Regions from separate parts of the Mus musculus genome. Here regions 1 and 2 are each linked to region 3. Evidence: chromatin contacts called from public HiChIP or PLAC-seq and promoter capture Hi-C data. All regions are on one chromosome and are shown on one strand. The core of a region is the stretch at or near the end of the contact, and the rest is flanking DNA. Distances in the headings are between cores, read along the strand shown. Region 1 has its middle 36 kb from the start of Gm25967. Region 2 overlaps Pdia5 (protein disulfide isomerase associated 5). Region 3 holds the start of Sema5b (sema domain, seven thrombospondin repeats (type 1 and type 1-like), transmembrane domain (TM) and short cytoplasmic domain, (semaphorin) 5B).

Region 1 (3,880 bases), core at 31-2,530, 140 kb after region 3:
ATGTGTTTGTGTGTGTGTATGTGCATGCATTTGTGTGTGTGTGGTTGTTGTGGTTATTGAGACTCCAGCCTAGCACCTTGCAGGTTTGCACTTGCTAGTCATCTTTCAGGCCCCTGGGCAGCCTTCTGATAGTTCTTGTTACAGGATGTGCATGCATGAGAACCCTCTCTTAGTGGCTTTCCCTGCTGTCTGTCAAGATTTGACATACACGGTGACATTTTGATTCTGACACTCTGCACACATCTGAGGTCAATGTGATCATCTTCCTCTGTGATTTTAACTATACTCCTTGGTGGACGAGGGCCGGTGAGCCCTAAAGATAGAAAGGAAGGGATTCTCCAGTCTGGGGCTCACAGTGGGGGAGCTGGAGTCGCTCACTTCCTCTGTTCCCAGTTTGTGTTTCTCCCACCACATCTTACTGCCTGAATGTTCAGGGAGCTTTGGCTCCACTTCTCTTACCATTTGGAGTTTGGTTAAAAACAACATTCGTGGACCACGTTATCGCAAGTGCTTTCAGAACGCAGATCCACAGAGCAGACAGCCATACTGTCAACATGACCATATTTCCTAAGCGAACAGGGAGTTGCCATCCCGAAGTGCATTTTTCAAAGTTGCGGGGGGGGGGGGCCTGTTCGGAAGCTTGGCTCGGTGAGCGATGACCGGAACCCCCGCTCTGAACTGAGCACTCGAAACCATCGAACATTTAATTACCACGTTGGCAAAGCAGTACACATCACCATCTCCACAATGTAACAGCGCAGGGATTTTAAATGCACCCTTAGTTTTCAGAATCTTCAATATTCACAAGGTGTAAAATGAAGCAGCGTTTTAAAGAAAGCGCTTTGCCAAGGCACGGTTCCTTAAAAAAAAAAAAAATCCAACTGAAAGGAAGAAAAATTGCATGTGAACAATATTTATCAGTGCCTACAGTTGACATTAACTATAGTTTTCTATAAAACAACTCAAACCGTCAACATTCCCTTATGAAAGTATACTTGGCCAGAAAACAAAAATCTAGAAACCACAAATATTACAAAAGCAAAGTGCAAAAAAAAGATGTTTTTATTAAAATATCGAACAATCTTTTCATGGTGAGAATATTTAAAACACATAGAACATTTCAAAGTTGTGTGCACCATCAAAGACATTCACCACAAACATCCCTCAGTACACAGACCCATTAGTGGCAGGACCTGTGTACTTGATCCCTGGGCACCAAGTCTCCACAGGGCAGGGGCCAAGCTCCTTCTCTGCACCCATTCATTTCCTATTGCACCATCTTTCACCCTGCACCAGTGAAGTTTGCGCCAGGCACACAGAACGGGATGTTGCCATTCTAAATCAGGTCTTAGAGCTGGAACCAATATAGAGAGATGAACACCAAACCTCTGGGATAGTACTGACCCTTCGTTTTGCTTAGATCCTATCCATAGGGAGTCTAGCATGGTTGCTACATATTGTGCAACAGTCCTTAGAATGGAACCAGGGCCCCAGTGGAAAGGGACTGTTCTTTCCATACAGAGTCAGGGGCTTCAAGGCAGCAAGGAGCACAGAGAAGGGATGAATGGCTTAGAAAAGTGGGGAGGAAACCCAGCCACATTTTGCCTCTGCTTTCCAGAGCCTGCTTTCACCATAACACACGCCTCCAAAACTCTCCCTGGGCTGGGCAGACATCCTAACAAATACATCTACATGACTGGTTTATGGTTTATTTTGTTAACTTGTGAAGCTACTGGGAATTGAACCCACAACCTTACAAATGCTAAGCATACTCTCTACCTCTGAGCTCTTCTCAAACCCTTAGGACCTGGCTTCTAGCTCAATGATGTCCCCTGGGGTCTCAGCTCACGAGCCTCCTCCCTCCATCTCTGCTTCTTCTGCTAGAAGGCTCCTCTGGCCTTGATCCAATGCCTGGCTGTGCACTGGCAGCTCTGAGCTCTCTGGAAGCTTGTTGGAGTTCCCCCGAAACCTTCCACCTCTTTTCAAGCCACGGAAACAGATTTCTCTGCTTTTCCCTTCCAAGGCCACCCGGGAGCAGTTTTTACTCCACGAAGGTCGCATACATTGATTAGTTACAAGCATGGATTTTTAACGGCTTAAGAAAATAGGATTTAGAATATATTTTCCCAAGAGAGAAACATCTCCTATAGAAACCAGGGCAGGGATGGAGAGGAGTCACACGGTTTCCAATAGTCCTTTGGGGTGCCTGTTGGTTTTCAGTTACAGGGTTTGTCTGTTTGTTTTTATGAATAGGCTTATTGGAATACAAATCTCTGCAAGGGCCAAGACGCCAGAGGCATCTCTGTGCACCCTCCGTGTTTAGCCCACTGGCCACCATATAGCAGGAGCCAAATATATGCTGAATTCCTGGATGCAGAGCCTGCCAACCTGATGCTTTTCTTTCTTCTAGAAGCCTTTATGGGATCTGCCTCCTCCAGCATTTAACATCAGCTGTGATGAACCCCACGCCTGACTTTAGAGTGTTCTGTTCTGTCTACATTGTGTTAGAAAGTGGATGGAAAGATCACAGTCCTGCTTTAAGATGAGAGTAGCTTATGGAGAGACACATTAAAGTTTGAACCACCATGCATTTCGGGACTCAGATAACAAAGAACTTACTGGTGCAGGAATATTGATGAGCACATAACGGAGAAAGCCAGCATCAACTTCATTAGTGTAACCTTTCCCCAATTACACAGAAGGACAATTCCAGATGACTGAATGCAGCCCAGTTTCCTGAGGTTTGTGGAGAGATGTTAAACCGGAGCAAACACGGCAAAAAGGACATCTCTGTTCTGAGACAGAAGACGATGTAGGACTGAGACAACAATTGATGTTTTTTTCCCTCTTGAGAAGGACATGCGAAGTTACAAAAGACTCTTGGGTTTGGAGTTGGAGGCTGGGGTCTTTCAGGACACAGCAAGGATTTGGGGAGGGGTAGGGGGACTTATGGCCAAAGACAGTAGGGTTTGTGGGAGAGGGGTGCGCCCACTGGAGACTCTGTGTAGCTTTTTTCTCAGCACTAACTCAGGAAGAGCAATGTGAGTCACTGAGTTCTAAGACATGCTGACCCTCACACCACAGCCAGCACGCATCAGCCAGGTTCTCTGAGCTGCCCCATCCTGGTCAAGATGGGGATCCTGAAGGGCCTCACGAGGCTTCTCCTAGGCACTTTTTCTGAGTCACAGTTGGAGACAGATGCACTCGGTTGTGAGTAGACCAACCGAGTGACTTTGTTGGGAACCGGTGGATGTGTTCTAGGTGGGTGGTGACAGGATTTCCCCACCACATAATTTTTATCAGCTTCTAAAAGGGTGTACTTCTGGTGGGAGGGAAGCAAGCCTGGGTCTAGGGACATCTGTGGTAAATAATTCTCTGTGGGAACTAAGGTCTTTTATTTCCTTATTTTTTAAACTTTATGTTTTGGCAAAGGCTCAGAAACCAGGGACTAGCTAGCTGTGCACCCTGAAAAGTTCCCTTAAAGAGGGAGATCTGAAGGGCTGCTGTGGTCTCTGGTCCTGAAAGGAACACCTTCCTATCTGGAGGCTGATTTCCTGGCTGTATGTATGCTTGAACATCCTTCCTTTCAGTGCTAGCCTTTGCTAAAACCCGAATTCCCTTAGAAAGGAGACTCCGCAGACTTCAGAGTACCTGCTCTTAGTATGTCTACAGTTACGTTCTGCAGGAACTGTTAGTGCCAACAGCTTCATTTTCCCAAAGAAACCACCAGATTCCCCAGCTTGGAAACTCATGGAAGGGTTAGATTCCTCAGGCCCATGTTGATTCTGTGCTCCCCAACCTCCAACCAGTGTCTTACTCACAGTAGAACGGCCTCTTCTTAGAATTAGAAAACAGAATAGCCTTTTCTTGAAATCTATGA
Region 2 (3,621 bases), core at 187-2,686, 140 kb before region 3:
AGCTCTGGGTCCACTGCACCTCTGCTCAGGATTTGATGAACAATTGCTCCAGGCCGCTACACCCCCGCATCCACTTTAAATTATGGATTCCATTTGTATACGTGCCCTGGAGCTGTTGGAAGTATAGTGTATGGTTTTTATAAATCTATTAAATTAAAAATGTATACTTGCGAATCCCTCACACTAGCTGTCAGCCACGGACATGGAATGCAGCGTCTGGCTGCAAAGGGGGAATCCATGCTCCACTTCTATAGGAGCCGCGTGGCCGAGACGCTTCAAGAAGAGTCTGTCCTCTGAGCTGCCCACCTCACCTGCCTGAACAGCCAACCCCTCAAGACCTACCTGTGATCATCACTGGTCACCTGCACTCAACACCCCCACACTACCACAATACTCTACCCAATGGAGCTCTAGCCTTGTCTCCCATAAATGATATGAATTCCTGGACTCTGTGTCTGTGACCCTAAGGGTCCTCAACCAAGGACTTGCTCTGACACCTAAAGTCTTGACCTGAAAGCTTCACCAAGCCCTCAAGTTCTAGAACGAAGGATAATATCAAGTAAAGGGTCAAGGACAAAGTCCCTGGTTTCCAGGACCTTTGAGTGGGACAACTCTGGCTCACGTCTTGGGAGGCCTCCCAGTGGTCACCTGCTCATTGCATCCCTCCTTTGGCTTCTTTCCCTTTCATCTTACTTTCTCAACCTCCTGGGGTACCTCCTGTGAACTCCTCCCAAGAACATCCCACACGGGTCCCAGCCAGCACAGGCCCCGCTTTTGGGAAATTTGAACCGGCAAAGCTGTGATCCAGATTCTGACTTGGCTCCTTTATGGCAAAGGAACTTGTTTAGGGGATCTCATGTAACCCCGTCATGGACTCTATAATATTCCACACCAGGAAAATGAGGAATGGAATAACACCTACTCCATCAAGTGACTGCGAGGATCACATGGCTCACTGTGGGATAAAAGTCTCCACCAAGCTCAGTCAATTCTGCCATTTAGCTGACTAACATTCATGGGGGTCTAAAGCATCAAGATGTTTGGGAGTTCAAGGACAAAGGACGCTTCAGATGGACAGGGGCGCCAAATGGTCTCTAGGTTCTGTGCAGATTATAGCAGTGATGTGAGTCAGTCAGAGCAGGGCACCACAGCCCCATGACTTCTCTTGGAATGACCTCCTTACTTTCACTGGCTCATCCTCCTTGCCCAAGCTGGGCATACCTTAGAGTGAAAGGTGAGGCCCTCATTGCCAGCTCAGCAACCCTAGCCTCTGCTCCGGTCCACCTGTCTTCCACCGTGGGCGGCCCCATCCTCCAGGCCATTGGATAACACCATCTATTTCAATACTCACAGCCTGTAGCCCTTCTCCACCAGCGAGCGAGCGTGTCAACTGATAAAAGTCCCCAGCTAAGCTCCTGGGAGGGGATTTGGGCTCCCTGGCTAAAACATGAGCTGCCTCACACAGCTTTATTGATTCAGTAAAATAAATCTCTGCAGGAGCTAATATTGACTTTGGCTATGAAAATGGAAGTGAAAATCCAACTGCATATTGATTGGGGGAAGGAACCGAGACTGGCTGTTAGGTGGGAAACAAAATACAATTCCAGCTGAGAAGTGGCCGCAAGTGTGCGAGAATGAACGGGGAGTCAGGTGACCTCGTTCTCAAGGACCGGTTATCCTTGGCCAAGGGGCATAGCTCCTCTTCAGGCCATAGTCCCTCCAAAGTAAAAGCAAATGAGGTGAGCCAATGGCTTCCAGACACCAGTGTACAGCTGATGTAAGGACCAGCTCTTACAAGTCTCTAATTTTTGCAAGCATCTCCCATCTAGTCGATTTAACCATGCGGTATGGTACCCTGCTTTGGGCACAGAATGGGCACTGCTCACCTCAGTTTCAGGGCCACACCCTGACCCAGGGAGCTGTGACTATGGCTGCTGAGTATTCTAGGAACCTCAGGTGGGTCAGCTTCCCAGTCAGACAAGACAGTCAGGCACAGTAAGACATGCAATAAAGAAGGGTGGAAGGAGGGGCAGAGGGAATGGGATGAAGGTGTGAACCCAGAAAAGAGCTAGCATATATCAGACAACGGAGAAAAGATGGATATGTGCATGAAGGAAATGGGGCCATGAACATCACAGTGAATGGAGAGGAAGAGGGAGGCTAGCCCTAGGATCCCTAGTGTGAACTTGACAAGCCTGGCTTCAGAAGGCCCTAGCAGTGGTCTAATAGAAAAAACAGGTATCATGGTAATATATGGGCCCTCCAAGATGTCTCTGGTCACCTTAGTCCTTTAGATGATACACACACACACACACACACACACACACACACACACCATATGTGCTGGAATAGTCAGTTCAAACTCTGGCGTTAACTGAAGCCTCAGAATCCCTTCAAGGACCCCCTAGAGCCCATGGGCACTTGAGTAGCCTTAGGACAGAAGGCCACCAACTTTGCTCATTCTCCTGTCTTCCTGGAGCCATTTGTGCTCCAGCTCAGGGGAGACGTGTGATGAGATGGATTGACAACTATCCCAGTCAGGTAAGCAGCCAGGCTATGGCAGACATCATTGGAGCTCCCAGGGCAGAAGCAACCACCAGGCAAGTGCCAGGCCCCCAAAAGAAAAAGTTTGTGGTCCTTATTATCCCCCACTCCACGATGGAGGAGGACCTCAAGGGCTTATCAGGCTTTTACGGAACAGTCATATTCTCTGAGTGCAGGGCAGGGTCTCAGAGTTGAAGTAGGAATCTTGTCCTATGGGTCCTCACTCCCCATATCTGTGCCTGCTCCCAGCCTGGCTTCCTGAATTAGAGAATTCTCCCCATCCTATCCCTGGTGCTCTCTCAGAGTGCAGCAAGGTTTCCTGGCACCTACAGCACCACCTCTGTCATTCTGGAGGTACTTGCAGGCCTACCTCCATTTGTCTCTGTCAAATCCATGCCCAGGACAGCGAGCTATCTCTGTTCACATGCGCAGCCTTACCTGTTCTGTTTTGGTACTACTCTTGAGTTTTCTGGGATAGTCTATTTATTGTGGGAAGTCTGCTTAGCTTGTGCCTGGACCAGAAGAAGGATCTCACATGGGAAAATAGGGAGTTGTAATAGCAGCACACATGACTCAGGGTCCAGTATATGTATAAGTCCCCGTATAAACCTAATGAAGCCTGGTATGTGACAGGCTCCTACTAAGTCCAATGGCTGGAAACAATCTTTGCCACCATCTCTACCAGTCCCCTTAGGGTAGGAAGAATAGGGAATTCAAGGTCTGGGGACATAGCTCAGTGGTAGATTGCTTACCTAGTAGAAATTCAGTCTCCAGCCCTGCCCTCCAATTAACAACAAATACCAAAAACCTTCTAGGAGAAGGGAACGTGGGGACCGTCGATTAAGAGGGTGTCCCTGAGTCTGGGATCCAGCCCTGCTTAAAGGGCCACCTACCTACCCACAAGTGGTGGTTCTATTCCCCTGCTGCAGAAACAGGCCTGGCACCCACTCCCTGGCACCCATTCCCTAATCCAATCTGCAGCTCCAGCTTGTTAATTTTCTGCTCCGTCAGCTGGCAGTTGCGGGAGCCTTTAGCTTAGGCAGGACGAGGATCCTCTGGCATGGTCCGGTTCTCCTC
Region 3 (3,552 bases), core at 1,025-3,524:
AGCAGGCTTGCTCCTCAGCCTGTGTCTCTGAGTGTCTCCTTCTTGGCTCCTCCTAAAGATGATGATCACCTTTTCTGTTTCCCCCAGACAAGGGTGTCGCCTTTTCTCTTCCTGCGCCAACCTCCCTCCCCGGCTCATTCATAAGGAGAGGGGAAGCCAGGAAGGGGTGTGGGAAAGGCGGTGGGAAGACGGTGTGAAGGACGGAGGCTTTCCAAGAGACAGTGGTGGCCCGCAGAATCATCCAGAAGGCATTTGCCTATTTTCCCAGCCAGCCAAACAGCCTCCCCTCACTTCGTGCAGCTTATGGAACATTATGGTTTTGGTTTAATCAAACGGTGCTTCTAGGGCTTGGAGAGATGGCTCAGCAGTTCTCTTGCTGTTCTTGCAGAGGACCTCAGTATGATTCCCGGCATCCACACCAGGGGACTCACAACTGCAGATCCAGGGGATCCAATGTCTTCTTCTTGTCTCCACGGGCACCAGAACACACATGGCATACACTCACACAGACACACAAGCCAACATATAGAATGAAAAGAAATCTTTAAAAAAGATGTTTTATATTCCACATCTTTGTATCTTTGCCATGGTAAAAACAATCCTCTAGGGATTGGGAGTGTGGGGGAGGGTTGGGCCAGTGTGTATAGCATGGAAGAGGTCCAGAGATTCTAGAAACTGGCTTCTACTCTCCAGATCTCTTGGTCTGTGTAGCGCATACTGCTTCTTCAGAGCTGACCCCCGGCTTAGATGTGTCTGTGCTCAGACGACGCTTTCTCCCCATCCCCATCTTTGCATCTCTCTTTGGGTCCAGAATAGGTTTTATCTTTGTGAGTTCTTCTTTATGCAGCACATTACGAGCTTCAGCATTTTTCTGTTGCCCTAGAAAGACTATCTCTCTGAGGTCTGGTACTGTTTCCCTTTTCACAGCACCTCATAAAGGGCTTCCTTAGAGCACACCCTTTCTGTTCCACTACCCTGGAGGTACTGGAGGGAAGCATCCCGGGATTCCTACTGCCTGCATCCTGGGACTCCTACCGCCTCCATCACTATCTCCATCCTTCTGCATTTTTCCGAGGTTTCATTTTGTAACACGAAGTGCTTCACCTGGAATCGGTTCTAATTCTCCAAAGCATTCCAGAGAGACTCTTAGCGTTTTTATTCCCCTAAAGCATTATTTGGCGGTTTTCTCTGGTTTTCTCTTAGAAGCACACTTCTCTTGTTTTGATTGTTCAGGTCCTTTGTCTTTCCCACTTTTTCACTTCCTTAGCTCACCTTATTTTATAATTAAAGTACCTCTTCTGTTCAGCAGAGGGCTCCCTTTCCATCCGTGCTTGTAGCCCTAGCATCTAGGATTTGAAGCTTGCGCTCCTCGACTTTCTCTGTCGACACTAGATCACTTAACTTGGAAACAATCCCACCTAGCTTGGTGTGGCTGCGCTAAGGGTCCCTCTGCTGCGGACATTACTCCGTTCCTCTAGGATTGAACATTCTTTGGATACCCTCCCAGTGTTCCTGAAGCCATTTCACTCCCTGGATCCCCTGCTGGTTCTTCATACGAGGTTCGGTAGGGTGCACATCACTAACGTCAATTTACAGCCGAGGAAACTGAGACTTAGAGAGATTCACCCAAGATCTTGTAGCTTGTGAGGTTAACTAGCAACCGGTCAGCTCTGGCTTTTCGGTCCAGCCCAGCAGCTTAGCATCTCGCTGTTGCTGGAGTTGATTACAATCTCCCGGGTTTAGTACGCGGTCCTTTTCTCATTCATATTTCAAATCCACAGGCAGAAAAATGTTTCTACACAGCTAAAGGGGCTGGGGTATTGGGGACCCCAGGGTGTGTGTTGGGGGGAGAGCTTTCTCAGGCTCCAAGTTGGGGTCGGTTTGAGATGGGGATGGCAGAGAACGGTAAGGTAAAACCTAGCAAAAGATGGCAAAGGCTAGAGACCTAGGACAGAGGCAGCTTCTGTCCACCCATCCCCATAGCTCGCAAGCTAGGGGCCGGAGTTCTGCTAGGGGGCGAAATCGGGATGCAGGGCGCCCCCTCGCGCTCTCCCGCTCTCCTCCGGGCTGGCGGGTGAAGCGCCAGCAGTCGCAGGTCCTCTCCATCCCCCTCCTCCTTTTCTCCCCCGCTCCCCTCCTTCTCTCCTCTGGCTTCCAACTCCTCCCCCACGCCTCCCCCCCACCCCACCGCCTGCTCCCTCACTCTCCTCCTCCCGGCTCGCTCCGGCGCGCGGGGTCTGGAGCTAGTTGGAGCGCGGGGGTTGGTGCTGGAGCCCAGCTCCGCCGAGCCCCGCCGGTCGGCCGCGCATCCAGCGGCTGTTGGAGCAGCCGGAGCGCAGCCGGGCCCGACAGGAGTCGGAGACTGCGGCGGAGCGCTGAACCCGTAGTCCGGAGCCTTGCTGTTCGGCCGCCCCATTCCCAGACCGGCCACCAGCCCTCGGGTTCGTCGCTGTGGTCCGCACCGCCCTGAGCCCAGGGCCGCGGGGAGCCCGGCACCTGCGCGTGCTGCCGGGAGGTGAGTCCGGGAGCTTCCGGAGCTTTTTCCCTCGCCAGCTGGGGCTGTGAGTTGCAAACTTCAGCAACTAGGATAGGTAGAGGGGTGGGAGTCCGGGGGCGCTGGTAAGTTGGAGGCACGTTGGGGAGGCTTCAGGGGGCTGGAGCGCGGGTCCCGGGGCTGTCTGGGGCTACCTCGGCTGGGGCGCCACCGGAGCTGCTGCGTTCCTGACACCCGCTCGCTCTGGCTTCTGGCTCCACTGGGCTGCGATCAGCGCGTCTAGGCTGCAGCCGCGGCGGAGACCCAGATCGCGGGCCTGGAGTAGGGGGACTGACCAGGGAAAGGCTGGGGGAGCGAGGGGGCAAAGGAACGGAGACTGGGCCGAGACAGAGGTTCAGCAGAGGGCGGGCGGGGAAACCTGGCAGAGGAAGAGTGCGGGCGGCGAGGCGCGTGGGAACGCGTGGCCGGCCCAGAGTGTGAAATCTCCCGCGCAGGGACGTCCCCCATGCCGCCGCCACCAACCCGGCCCTCGCCTGATTCTTCCTAGACCCCTCCACCCCCTAGGCTACTCCAGCCTTAACTGGGCCCTTCGGAGCCCACAGTGTCCTCTAAGGCCCTGGATGGAGCAGCCCGGGGCCCCTTGCTCCTGCCTCAGCCAGTGAAGCGGGTGCGGCGGCGGGAACCTGGGACTAAAGGGGCGATTTCCTGATTTATTTTTCTCATGGTAATTTGTCTTTGTGATTGGGGCTGCCCATTCACTTTCCGCTCACGTCGTGCGGGAGATCCAGCGCGGAGGGAGGGATGGGGGGGGGGGTTGCGCTTGGGCACAAGGAGGGATGCGAACAGGAAAGGGGATCCGGGGACCCGAGCCGGCGGGAGCGGAGACAGAAGTAGCAGCAGGACCCGCGGAGAAAAAGCGAAGGTGAAGAGGATCGGCAGAACGATGTGGGCTCCGTTGCGGGCCTCAAACTTTAAAGAACCAGACGACCACCTGAAGCGCCGATCTCATCCCTTCTGGTTGCTTTACCGGGGCCCGGTTCTGAGTCGTCTCGCCCCGT

The links. Promoter capture Hi-C pulls out the DNA fragments that hold promoters and counts their contacts. HiChIP or PLAC-seq counts read pairs in DNA pulled down with a chosen protein or histone mark.
Region 1: an H3K4me3 HiChIP or PLAC-seq map of embryonic stem cells shows a contact between it and region 3, with 24 read pairs. The contact joins the enhancer-like site here to the promoter of Sema5b in region 3. A contact is called at or near these places in 15 of 39 promoter capture datasets (the 3T3-L1 cell line, 3T3-L1-derived adipocytes, embryonic stem cells and 7 more), 1 of 15 datasets of contacts at CTCF or cohesin (the NIH/3T3 cell line), 4 of 484 Hi-C or Micro-C datasets (Sertoli cells, cerebellar granule neurons, cortical neurons and 1 more), 13 of 115 datasets of contacts at active chromatin or transcription factors (craniofacial prominence, embryonic forebrain, embryonic midbrain and 3 more) and 2 of 9 other capture datasets (adipose tissue and embryonic stem cells).
Region 2: a promoter capture Hi-C map of liver shows a contact between it and region 3, with 1.8 times the contacts expected there. The contact joins the enhancer-like site here to the promoter of Sema5b in region 3. A contact is called at or near these places in 9 of 39 promoter capture datasets (3T3-L1-derived adipocytes, the HPC-7 cell line, HPC-7-derived erythroid cells and 5 more), 6 of 484 Hi-C or Micro-C datasets (brown adipocytes, embryonic fibroblasts, hemogenic endothelial cells and 3 more), 3 of 115 datasets of contacts at active chromatin or transcription factors (embryonic stem cells, forebrain and neural tube) and 3 of 9 other capture datasets (adipose tissue, embryonic stem cells and liver).

Annotation. Positions count from the first base shown.
Region 1 is chr16:35,684,766-35,688,645 of GRCm38.p6, forward strand. No RefSeq gene overlaps it. Among named protein-coding and RNA genes, the nearest start is that of Gm25967, 36 kb to the right of the region's middle. Within about 2 kb of position 1,281, at least 5 of the 459 cell types and tissues checked have an H3K27ac peak or open chromatin away from gene starts, as enhancers often do. A contact at or near this core is called in 3T3-L1-derived adipocytes, where this site is marked.
Region 2 is chr16:35,400,050-35,403,670 of GRCm38.p6, forward strand. The region is part of intron 15 of Pdia5 (protein disulfide isomerase associated 5); the gene reads right to left. Among named protein-coding and RNA genes, the nearest start is that of Gm25079, 20 kb to the left of the region's middle. Within about 2 kb of position 1,437, at least 2 of the 459 cell types and tissues checked have an H3K27ac peak or open chromatin away from gene starts, as enhancers often do. A contact at or near this core is called in liver, where this site is marked.
Region 3 is chr16:35,539,088-35,542,639 of GRCm38.p6, forward strand. It overlaps Sema5b (sema domain, seven thrombospondin repeats (type 1 and type 1-like), transmembrane domain (TM) and short cytoplasmic domain, (semaphorin) 5B), which reads left to right and starts at 2,275. Exons shown (of 22, transcript NM_013661.2): 1 at 2,275-2,515.